Regions from separate parts of the Danio rerio genome. Here region 1 is linked to region 2. Evidence: chromatin contacts called from public HiChIP or PLAC-seq data. All regions are on one chromosome and are shown on one strand. The core of a region is the stretch at or near the end of the contact, and the rest is flanking DNA. Distances in the headings are between cores, read along the strand shown. Region 1 has its middle 4.1 kb from the start of pimr179. Region 2 holds the start of bcl9l (bcl9 like).

The links. HiChIP or PLAC-seq counts read pairs in DNA pulled down with a chosen protein or histone mark.
Region 1: a contact with region 2 is called in an H3K4me3 HiChIP or PLAC-seq map of embryo, with 3 times the contacts expected there. The contact joins the enhancer-like site here to the promoter of bcl9l in region 2. A contact is called at or near these places in 4 of 18 Hi-C or Micro-C datasets (embryo, fibroblasts and hematopoietic stem cells) and 2 of 4 datasets of contacts at active chromatin or transcription factors (caudal fin and embryo).

What each region holds. Positions count from the first base shown.
Region 1 is chr18:47,251,647-47,258,242 of GRCz12tu, forward strand. No RefSeq gene overlaps it. Among named protein-coding and RNA genes, the nearest start is that of pimr179, 4.1 kb to the left of the region's middle. Within about 2 kb of position 3,380, at least 3 of the 62 cell types and tissues checked have an H3K27ac peak or open chromatin away from gene starts, as enhancers often do.
Region 2 is chr18:46,950,374-46,956,532 of GRCz12tu, forward strand. bcl9l (bcl9 like) reads right to left here and starts at 2,253. Exons shown (of 9, transcript NM_001005575.1): 1 at 1,984-2,253.

The DNA of each region.
Region 1 (6,596 bases), core at 2,130-4,629, 300 kb after region 2:
TCCACGTACAACATAAGCTGGATGAGTTGGCGGTTCATTCCACTGTGGTGACCCCTGATGAATAAAGGGACTAAGCCGAAGGAAAATAAATGAATGAATCTTTATATTGCATATAAACCCATATGAAATTGGGCTCCAACATGATTCTATTCCTGTACAAACCTATCCTGCTCAAGAGTGAATAAGGGCCGGGCTGCACAAGGCTGAGCTCTTAACAGTGAGAATATCTGGACAAGCACATGAACATTTGGAAAAGTCTTCACTGAGATCTCGTCCTTGAGCAGATCTCGCTGAGCACTCCATCATAAACGTAAAGGATTTTACTTTTCCTCTGAGTTTCTCATTTATCTAAGCAGCAGACGCTCCTCCTGATTGTTTCATATGTCAAAGTGTCATCAAAGACCAAGGCCTCAGGAAGGAAATGTTGTTTTATTGGTTTAATGTTGTTGAGTATCAGAAAGAATTACAACTGGCCTTTTGGGCGTGTTTGCAAAGGCAAAAAATACTACAGACAATATAATCATTTCAAAAAAATGCATTTGTAGAAAATGATCAGTAAAATATTCTGTTTTCAGACCTTAAATATTATTGTAAATCAATTTATGTAAATATAAACATTCAGTTTATCTCAAAAAATATTTAAATTACTTGTGAAGCACTTTGGGAGTATGGCCATATTGTCACGGTTTTTAGGAAGGGAAAGGGGCGAGAACTCAGGTGCAGGGAAAGTGATGGATTTTTATTAATAGTAAAATAAAATAAATAGCACTAAAATAACTACCACGAGGGGGAAAACATTAACAAAAAACAATTAAACAAGCAAACTGGGCTGGCAGGGAAGAACTGGGATGGGGTGCGTTTCCCAAACAACGACATAACTTGCTGCTGAACTATCATAGTATGATGCATCGTTTAAGAAAAGAATGATGTAGTGACGAGTGTTTCCCAAAACCCATAGTTTCTCTGTCGCAGATCTATCATTTAAACCACGTTAGTTATAACGTAAAACGCCCATAAAGATGCACTATATGGGGTGGTAACAACCTCTTTAGAGAAGAACTTTTGTTTTACACGCACACGCATTTAAATAAAATCCAAAATTAGTTTAGGTAAAAACATGCACTCGCATATTAACTGAAATGTAAATGGCACATATGGGGCCTGTGTTTGCATTGCTAATGTTATTGAGAATATTCCATATTCTATTCTAAAACAAAATCACTTACAAAAGACGTATTCTAATATCATATATAAATTATACAAATAACTAAATATTGAGGCGATTGTTTTAAGAAATGAAATTTAATATTTATTATTTATTAGGAAATAAAAAAATCTAACTTTAATGATACTATAAATAATGATGATGACGATGATGATGATTATTATCATTAAGTAGGATATCGTTTATTTATTTTTCATTTTTTGAAGAGTCTACTTTTACAATTTGACACATGCAAACCTCTACAGAAATGTTCTAACCAGCAGGCCCATGTCATATACAGCACAGATACTTAATAAATAACCCACTACAAGTTAAAAGCATTAATGTATGTGTTACGGGTCCCGGCCGCGGAACTCGTAGGCAGATTAAAGTGCCTGAATTATCAGGAGAAACAAAATCACAAGAAAACTTCAGTGTCTTTCCTCAGGAGCAGCGTAGTAGCATCTGAAGTAAACACAACAAGTATGACCATGGTAACCCACAGCGCATGCTTTCTCAACTGTTGATGTTATTTTGTTTCAAACCCAATCATTAGTAGTGATAATAAATGACTTTTACAGTATATACATAAATAAATAGATACATTAATGACAAAACAAACATTACTACTGTGGATACACAATGGTGTATCACGTATGCTTTTTATTTTCACAAGCTTTGAAGACGTAATGTTAATTCCCCTTTTAAATAATAGGTCACCTATAGCTTTCGTCACGAACCACGGCTGATTTCAAAATGACATCAATGTTTTCAAAGTGCACTGCAAAGGGAACGCAATTATAAGCATGAAGATCGCTAAAACTGAACTGTAAAAATACTTTGAAAACGAATTACACCAAAGAGAGACGACTTTAATGCTCTTTTATTTTTAATCATCCCAAGTTTAAATGTTAGAAGATTCTAAACTAATAGGGCAGAGGGGGGGTAAATGGGAATAAAACACAGCCAAGAACTATGTTTCTCACAGCTCCAGAGTTGTAGTTGCAAGCATAGCAAGTTTGCGACGCAGTTTGCGAATGTTCATTGGAACGATGGATTTGGGAAACAGCAAATCACAGAACTATGCTTGTAATGACAACTTGTGACCTTAGTTGGCTAACAAATGTTTTCGGAAATGCACCGCAGAACAGGACTGGTCACGACAACACAAGATCCTGGAAAAATGACGAACTGGCACAGCAAACGTGATTACGTTATTAATCATTACTAATCAGGAGTTGCCACAGCAGAATGAACCGCTAACTTATCCAGCATATATGTTAAGGGCAACAGATGCCCTTCCAGCTGCAACCCATCTCTGGGAAACACCCATACACACACATACACTAGGGCCAATTTAGCTCACCCAGTTCCCATATAGCGCATGTCTTTGGACTGTGGGGGAAACCGGAGGACCCGGAGGAAACCCACACGAACACTGGGAGAACAAACAAACTCCCCACAGAAACACCAACTGGCCCAGCTGAGACTTGAACCAGCGACCTTCTTGCTCTGAGGCGACAGCGCTACCCACTGCACCGCCCCTTGATGCTTTTAACACTTTTTAAATCTTCAGGTCATGTACAAACCGCATTTTAAAGTACTTCTGGATGAATCATTGTACCACACAGACCGAGTGTGTACCACAGTGTGTCTGGATGGCAGTCGTCTCTCCAAAGCTCTGACTTCACCCGTCAGCAATGGAGGGAGATTCTGGAGATTCCAGCAATGCCTCTTAACTGGCTTTCTAACAGTCCTGCTGGGTCAAATTAGACCGCGTTCACGTCTGGCATGCCAACAAAACAAATGGAGTGCTTTTTATTTGCATTGTTTCTTTGGTTTGATAATGAATGAGCGAAAGGTCGTGCGGCGTGGAGAAATGAAACGCTTTTGTTCAGCCGTTGCCTTACACAAATGAACTGCATCTTCTCAAACACTCGCCGCGTTTGTGTGTGTGTGTGTGTGTGTGTGTGTTAAGTGTTGTGACATTGCATTCCTCATAGTGGTCCCGCGGGTACAGACCACCCTTTTCAATTAGAGAAAGACCAACAGGTGCAGAGGCCACAAAACAAGATGAATTAGGCAGTGAGCCAATCAAACACACACACACACACAATTTGGACATATTTGTCGCTGGTTGAGCTGCGGTTTCGAAAGCTGTTTTTCTGGCCTTCTGTTCGACATTCTTAAGACTCACTGTCAGCTGGACTCATTCAGTGCGTGTGTGTGTATGGCAAGCCGTTTTAACCATACAGAACTTGTCTTCGAATTTCCGAGGGTGAAGGGTTACCTCAATCCACATCTACCACCTGCAGAAATCGACAGCGCAATTGGGTTGTAACTTATGTTGCCAGATTGAGGTTAAAAAGGCATCGAGATCTGAATATTCGTCACTTGTGTGAGGACATAGATCTGGCAACTGACAAACATGGACAATGTTTGATGCTGCGTCCCAATTTGCATACTTCTACATCCTAAAAGTATGTAGTTTTTTGTGAACAAGAGTATGCAAGCTTTGGGACATACTACTTCCTCAATAACAGAGTTATGTGGCTTTAGTTCAATCATCTCGATACATCATCCACATTTCTTTCACATTTAATTTCCTGCGTTAATAGAGTAGGTCAATTGGTGCTTTTTAAAACACTATCGGCTGGGTTTAGGGATAAGGTGGGTGGGGTTATCAGTCGGTTGGTCAGGGTTGTTTCTAGATCGGATATGGTTGCGGCCGGAAATTACTGAGAATTATTTATTCATTCATTCATTCTCTTGTCGGCTTAGTCCCTTTATTAATCCGGGGTTGCCACAGCGGAATGAACCGCTAACTTATCCAGCAAGCTTTTATGCAGCGGATGCCCTTCCAGCCGCAACCCATCTCTGGGAAACATCCACACACACATTCTCACACACACTCATACACTTCAACCCAGCGACCTTCTTGCTGTGAGGCGACAGCACTACCTACTGCCCCACTGCTTCACCCTAGAATTATTTATATTATTTATTAATTTCCCATTTATTGTATTTTATTAACGCCCACCCCAACCCTAAACCCAACCGTCAAAGTAACGTAAAAACAGTAGTTGTACCGAGTATTATTTATGCCATCTATTAAATTACCCAATAAATATTTTTTTATTAACGTCTACCCTCCAACCCAACCCTAAACCAAATCATCACAGTAATGTAAAAACAGTAGTTTTAAAGAGTATTGTAAAAATATTATTTGTTGTTATACAGTTTCATTAAAAATGCTACTATAATTACTATACATATCGCAGTTCCGGCCGGCCGCATATCTGATCAAGACTTTATCGTTGGTCAGTCAGTCGGTCGGTCAGTCAGTCAGTCGACAGCAGCCTCTGGTGGATTTACATGAAAACAGCAGGCCACTTCACAAGAGAAATTTGAGATCTCAAAAAGCTTACACAGCGGCCTCTGGTGGATTTGCAAAACAAAATTCAAATTTTTACAAGAAATAGTAGACAATCCGGGAACGTTTGGCATACTTTTTTCAACATACTACGATTTGGAACATACTGATTCTATTTTTGAATACTATTTAGGATGGATAGTATGCAAATTTGTATGCAGTATTTAAGAAAAGAGGAAAATTCAACATATGCTCATTCTGAAAACTATATATATTTCTGGAGATCGTGAATTATGTAGTCAGAATTACGTATGGCTGCATTTTGTCTTTAAAACGAATGCTACGGGGCCATATGACGTATGGACCGCTTTTCTGCTGTTACCAGTTTGTCCAGTGGCTTGTCGCATATTGTCGTTTGGTCAGTCAGTCGGCATTCAGTCGACAGCGGCCTCTAGTAGCTTTTGGAATATATTTTACGATCTCTAGAAATGTACTGTAGATGGGGATACGTAATCAGAATGAGCCTGGGCTGAAAATATATCTAAAAATCCTGACGCGTGTAAATAAATACAAATAGGGTTTTTAGATTTAATGCTGAATTGGCTTGCCATATCTCTCAGCATGGAGCACATAAATATACTTGAACTTCTCCTCTGTTTGAGATCCAGGCCCATAAAGGCATCATGGTTTATGTTCTGTCAGCATTTGACGCGCGCTGGACTGTCAGATGATGAGATCAGCAGTAGATCTTTACTTCTGAACTGATGATCTCCGCTCACTGACGCTTAAAGGGCGATTCGGGACATGAGATCAGATCAAAACGTTTGCCCGTCCACAGCGAGTCCAGAGTGCATATCAGCTTTTTAGTGATAACAGAGTTTCTGGCAACCACATTTCATGCCTTTTCCACTTTTTTCTGACCATAAAATGCAGTATAGGGGTTTAGGCCTGGACGAAATATGCAGAATTGATATTTAAAGACTAAAACAGACATACATTAACCGGCCACTTTATTAGGTACACTTGTCTGACTGCTCGTTAGAACAAATTTCTAATCAGCAAATCACACGGCACCAACTCAATGCATTTAGACATGGTCAAGACGATCTGCCGCAATTCAAACTGAGCATCAGAATGGGGAAGAAAGGTGATTTAAGTGACTTTGAACATGGCATGGTTGTTGGTGCGAGACGGGGCTGGTCTAAGTATTTCAGAAACTGCTGATCTACTGGGATTTTCACGCACAACCATCTCTAGGGTTTACAAAGAAAAAGAGAAAATATCAAGTGAGCTGCAGTTCTGTGGGCCTTGTTAATGCCAGAGGTCAGAGGAGAATGGCCAGACCGGTTTCAGCAGATAGAAAGACAACTGCAACTTTAATAACTGTAACTTGGTGAATCTATGCCACAAAGGATTAAGGCAGTTCTCAAGACAAAAGGGGTTCAACCCGGTACTAGTAAGGTGTACCAATAAAGTGGCCGGTGACTGTATGTATTAATTTAAAGGAAGTCCATCATAAAGTTTAAATCAGGGGTCACCAATCTCGGTCCTGGAGGGCCGGTGTCCTGCAAGATTTAGCTCCAACTTACCTCAACACACCTGCCTGGATGTTTCAAGTATACCTAATAAGACCTTGATTAGCTTGTTCAGGTGTGTTTTATTAGGATTGGAGCTAAAATCTTCAGGACACCGGCCCTCCAGGAACAAGTTTGGTGACCACTGGTTTAAATGATCAATTACCAGTTTCAAATCCAATTTAGTTTCTTTCTTCTATTGAGATATACTGAAAAACACAGGAAGAAAAGCTTTAGAACACAGGTGTCAAACTCAGTTCCAAAAGGGCGCAGCTCTGCACAGTTTAGTTCCAACCCTAATTAAACACACCTGATCTAACTAATTGAGTCCTTTAGGCTTGATTGAAACCTACAGGTAGGTGTGTTGGAGCAGGGTTGGAACTAAACTGTGCAGGGCTTTGGCCCTCCAGGAATTGAGTTTGACACCCCTGCTTTAGAATATCCA
Region 2 (6,159 bases), core at 1,003-3,502:
CCCCCACACACCCCCACCCAATGTCTATAGTGTTTACTACATCATCATAAAAGTCTATCAGGCTAGCATCTTCATCAATTAATCAATCAACCATGTGCTTTTCCATAGGAATATCAGATAATATACTGAGGTAAACACATCTAAAGTGATCCAGAAAATCATTCAAACACTTGTACTTTAATTTAAGTCTATTAGAAAATAAAAACATCAACGTAAAGGTCATTCGCAAACAAGAAATGCACTTTCCTAAATCGTTTTGTAGTTATTTCCCTGGTCAACCACCAATTAAAAGTCATCTTAATTGAGTTTCCCTCATATTCACAAAGGTGTAGTTAGTATAATTCAGCCAAGACATACATTTTGACATTATATACAAATCTATATGACTTTCTTTCTTTCTTTCTTCAATGCAGTATGTGCTGATCACTTTATGAACAACTAGGTATGCCAAGCAGCAAGATTGCAAACAAATCTGGGTGAAAGTACCATAAAAGTGGTCTATACAACTTCCACCATAGTCTTCTGAAACTATACAACAGATTTGTGTGACAAAAAGAATACAATTAAAGCCACCGCTTATTGAATATCTCCACATCTGCCCTAGTTCTCCTTGGCACATTCACAAAACTTCATGAATGAATTATTCCTGAGTGAATGAATCTGCTGATCGAGCTCACAAAACCAGTTTGAATGATTCGTTCAAAATTAAGACTTGATTTAAACTCGCATACGCAAAGCATCACTGGTGGTAAATTTGATACATTTCCTCACACAAATCTGTATAAAGAGATAGTTCATCCAAAAATAAACATTTGCTCACTGTTTAATCACCCTCAAGTGGTCCAAAACCATTATAACTTTCTGTTGAACACAAAAGTAGATATTTTGAAGAATGCTTAAGACCTGTAATGATTGATTTATAAACAAACACCATGAAAGTAAGCAGGTTTCCGGTTTTCTTCTTAATACCCCTTTTGTTTTTAACAGAATAAAGAAAGTCACAAAAGTTTGGTGAGTAAACGATGACAGAATTTGCAGATTTGGGTGAACTATCCCTTTATTAAGAGCTTTAGAATATCATCCATGTGTCGTACAGTATATGAAACCCTTTTACAATATTTTGGTCTCCTTTTCAAGCTCACGAGCTTCAATCCCCATTCATTACTACTGCACAGAAAGGAGCTAGCGCTTCATCTGAACTCTTCAAAAAGGATGAATGCAAGTTTAGATCAAATTTATGACATAAATGAGGACTCTAAATCTAAAAATACTCATTATTAAACTATAAACAATAACATTCTGAACAGTGTACAAATTATGTGTCTGTGTTTGGCTTACAAACAGTGCTTGTGCTCTCTTTGTTTACAGTAAATGCTTCTTGGATTGATATTTTGGTATGTGATGCAACGGCCACTGTGTGTGTGTGTATGCACAACACTCATTTGCACAATATTCAAAATGCAAAGAGAAACAAATGTTCTGCATGCATGCCCTGACAGTTCGCAACGCACTTTTCCACAATAAGAAAGCTAACGCCTGACAGTACTACTACCGCTTCTCTATTGACTTGATGGAGAGCAGCGGCCACATTCACCGTCACATTCTTCAAGTGCCTGCCTCTTTCTGCCAATCAGTCGCGACATTGTAACAGCCTCGCGCGTTTTCCTTAAACTCAGACCTTCAAACGACAGTCGAAAAGCCCTAACTCGCTCTAAAGCAGCAGCTACAAGTCTTTCCTGTCTTTTTACGGTCACATGGAGACGGGCCCGAGCCTATCGTCAGCTCATTAGCATCCATTGCACTGAAGAGGCAGTTAGCAGGCGAGGCTAACTCCAGGATCCCCTACAGCTGCTGCTGTGACGGCGAGTTCAGCGCCGGAGCGCAACGCTACCGACGCGCCGCCATACGTGACAGTTCGACGCGGTCTGTCAGGGCATTTTTACGCCGAGCTTGTGTGGGTGCGTGACCGCGAAGCTTTCCTACCCCATTCCGCCGTGCGTCCTGCGAGCAGAGGCCGATGTCAAGAGTGACGGCCAGCCGACATCACCCGAAGTGTCCGCCGCCACTGCGCAAGATCCTCCCCGGCTGCGTTAAAGCGACCAATGCGATGGCCCGAAGTAAAGCCGCTGGTTAAATATCAGATGCCTCACAATGGTGTGTCGGTGGTTCTCCGAGCGGAAGATGAGTCCCGGGGAAGACGGCGGATCATGACTCCGCTGTTGGAGACGCTGTCTGCTTATTCCAGCCTGTACTGTAGAGGTAGCAGAAGGCGCTCAGACAGACAGCCGCGCTCGCGCTCATTACTCAACTCACTGTACACACATATGAGTGACACTCTCTCTCTCTCTCTCTCTCTCTCTCTCTCTCTCTCTCTCTCTCTCTCTCACGCACGCACACACTCACACACACATAGAGCTATATGAGGACCGCTTCCTGCCGTTTCAATGAGCTGCTTTCATAGATCATAATAATACACCGTCACCTAAAAAGAATAATTAAGTTATTATTTTTTGTAATCATACAAAATATTTTTACAATCAGAATTATTATTATTTATTGTAATATAATTATTATGTGTACATATTATTATAGTAATATTATAATATCATTTAAATATTATCCAGAAAATTGTTGTTTACAATAGGTTTACAGCAAATTTGTTAATAAAATCATAATAAAATTTGTAAATAATAAATAAAGAAAACATTCTGCAGAATGTACTTGTTTACTTATAAACAAATACTATATATATATATATATATATATATATATATATATATATATATATATATATATATATATATATATATATATATATATATATATGATTTAAAAATTAACTGAGTGGCATACGCTCTCTTTTTCACTCAAACTCAGAGAGAAAGCACTTTATTACTATATTACTGTTTCCTGCTGTTTCAATGGGCTTTCATTTTAGATCAAAATAACACACAATCAGTTAAAAAGTATATAATATATAATTATAATATATATAATATATATCATATCATAATATGCATTTTTTACATATTCAAAAAAAATAGTTTTTAGTAGGTTTTGCAGCAAATATGTGAATAAAACTATCAAAAAAGAATGAACTAAGCAATAAACACTAAAGGAAACATTCTCAAAATGTATTTGTATATTTATAAAACAAACAGAATTTTTTAGTCATAAATATCATAATATCGTAATGGGCTTTACAGAGAAGAAATAAAACAAAATAAAAAATGGGTCCTTTCTTAGTACTAGGTTGCAGCTGGAAGGGCATCCGCTGTGTAAAACATATGCTGGATAAGATGTTGGTTCATTCCACTGTGGCAACCCCTAATGAATAAAGGGTCTAAGCTGAAGGAAAATGAATGAATGAATGAAAGTCATGGGTCCGACTATATATTAAGTGGCCTTAACTAATATGTAGGCGATGCAGTGGTGCAGTAGGTAGTGCTGTCCCCTCACAGCAAGAAGGTTGGTGGCTCGAGCCTCGGCTGGGTCAGGTGGCATTTCTGTACTGAGTTTGCATGTTCTCCCTGTGTTGGCGTGGGTTTCCTCCGGGTGCTTCGGTTTCCCCCAAAGACATACGGTACAGGTGAATTGGGTAGGCTAAAATTGTCTTTAGCTTATGGATGTTTCCCAGAGATGGGTTGCAGCTGGAAGGGCATCCTCTGCGTAAAACATATGCTGGATAAGTTGGCGGTTCATTCCACTACTAATATGTGCTTGCATCAAAAAATACAATGTACTTACTGTGTTCATAATGTATTGCAGTGCACATCTGATGCTCTTGAGGTGGGATACAGGGTAGGGTTAGGGGTGGTCTAAGGTGCAAGGGAAGGTCAACAGTGTAATTAAAGATGTATTTACAGAAATGATGTATGTAATCAATCATAAGTACACTGTAAATACATTTACATAAAAATTGCATTGTAACAAATGATTACTTTTAATGTAAGTACGTATTAGTTAAGGCCACTTAATACAAAATGATAGTATATAATGATTAATAAATAAATGAATACTAAAAAAACTTGTAGATTTGTTATGGCTCTCAAATCTGATTGGCTGAGAGATTTTTTTCAACCATATAATGTTACAGCCATATAATGTTATATATATATATATAAACTCTATATAGTTTAGTTTAGTTATTATATAGTTATTATATAGATTTTTCAGGTGTTCAGTGCTTACGTTCCTTCTCATGCACAGCTTCTCAATCTTCAGTTTCAATAATCTGTGATTGGTTCCAGAGCAAACAAATAGAAATAAGGACAAAGTTAAGTTTTATTTATTTACAGCCATGTCAAACCATTGCCTTTGCACTTTTGCCTTAACAAATAGCAAAAGAGAAACAGACAGCAGTAATTAGAAAATACTTTATACACTTTTGTTGTGCACACACCCCTATATACATTTCTGGAGAGCACCAAATACATCTTAGGAGGTATGTCCATTCACGCCTGCTGCTCTTGCTTAAATCCACCAGAGGCCGTTCTCAATTGACTGACTGACTGACTGACTGACTGACCAACCAATCCCTCACCCCCTCCTTCCCTAAACCCAACTAATAGTAATTTTTACCCCATCTTCCCATCTCAGAAATAAAACATAGGCTTATTCTGAAAACGTAGCTGTATATAAATGTCCAGAGATCGTTAGTTATGTAGCCAGAAATACATATGGCTGCATTTCAATGCTACGGGGCAGTATGATGATTGTCCAGTTAGCTCACCATGTACACAGGTGGACTACAGATGCAGAGAGATGACTATGATGACGGGGTTTGAGTCAGTTCAAGAAAGCAGGTAAGACAAAAACAGAAGGCAAAAATAAAATAAACAAGTAAACAAAAGGGTTAGCATGTGGTAAAAATCAGCCGAGGGCTTTTTCATTTTCTGAATTGCTTTTCAAATTTGTCGGCTGGGTTTAGGAAAATTGGTGGGCGGGTCAATCTGTGGTTTTGAAAACACTATTGGTTGGGTTTTGGAAAGGGGTAGGGTGGGTCAGTCAATTAGTCAGTCAGTCGACAGTGACGTCTGGTGGATTTATGAGGGAACAGCAGGCATGAAAAGCGAGAGAAATTTAAGATCTGAAAAAGCGTACACAGTGGCCTCTCGTGGATTGTACATAAAGTAGTTTATTTTTACTTTATTATTTATTGATTTATGAGTAAATGTCATAATTCCGTTACTCTTTACAGTTGAATCAAAATGATTCGCCCTCCTGTGATTTATTTTTTTTCTTTTTCAACTATTTTTCAAATTATGATTAAAAGAGCAAGGAATTTGCTTTTTTAATCATTTCCAATAATATTTGTTTCTTCTAGAGAAAGTCTTATTTGTTTTATTTCGGCTAGAATAAAAGCAGTCGTAAATTTTTTAAAACAATTTTCGGGTCAAAATTATTAGTCCTTTTAAGCTCTATTTTTTTTTCCATTGTCGGCAGAACAAACAATCATTATACAGCTTGCCTAATTACCCTAACTTGCCTAACCTAGTTAAGCCTTTAAATATCACTTTCATCTGAATTTTATCTTACAAATAAATAGTGATTTTTTTTTTTACTGTCATCATGTCAATTATAAAAGAAATCAATTATTAGAAATTTGTTAGTAAAATTATGTTTAGAAATGTGTCTTCTTTCCATTAAACAGAAAATAGGGGTTATATATATATAGGGCTACAATTAAATCTAAAATAACACTGGAGTTACACAAATTCAACTGATCAAAGCATGTTTCCCTGCTTTCTCACCAAAACTTTGAGCCACACAGTTTTGTGGTTTGCTGAAAGGAGCACACTTAGACATCAGACACATAACCTGATCTGACAACAGAGGTATCAGATGTATCAACCCTCTTAGATCACCCCTTACCTGGCATATGCCTGATCAGGGCTCTGTCCCTGGGAGGCACGAGACCCTCTGAAACATTTGGAGCCCTCAACTGCTGGTGCAGTCATCATTTCACAGGTGAGCACTCCCTCTGGTGGTGCACCAAACAGTTCAAAGTCCAAAAAGTCCCTTTAGTGAAGCCCTGATGAATTTATTAATTTACGGACATTTCGTCAATCCATCCAAAACAACACTAGGATTAGTCCTAAAGTGAATTAAGCACAGTTTCATATCCGACAGGCTTGCGCTAAATGCACCAAAAGTTGC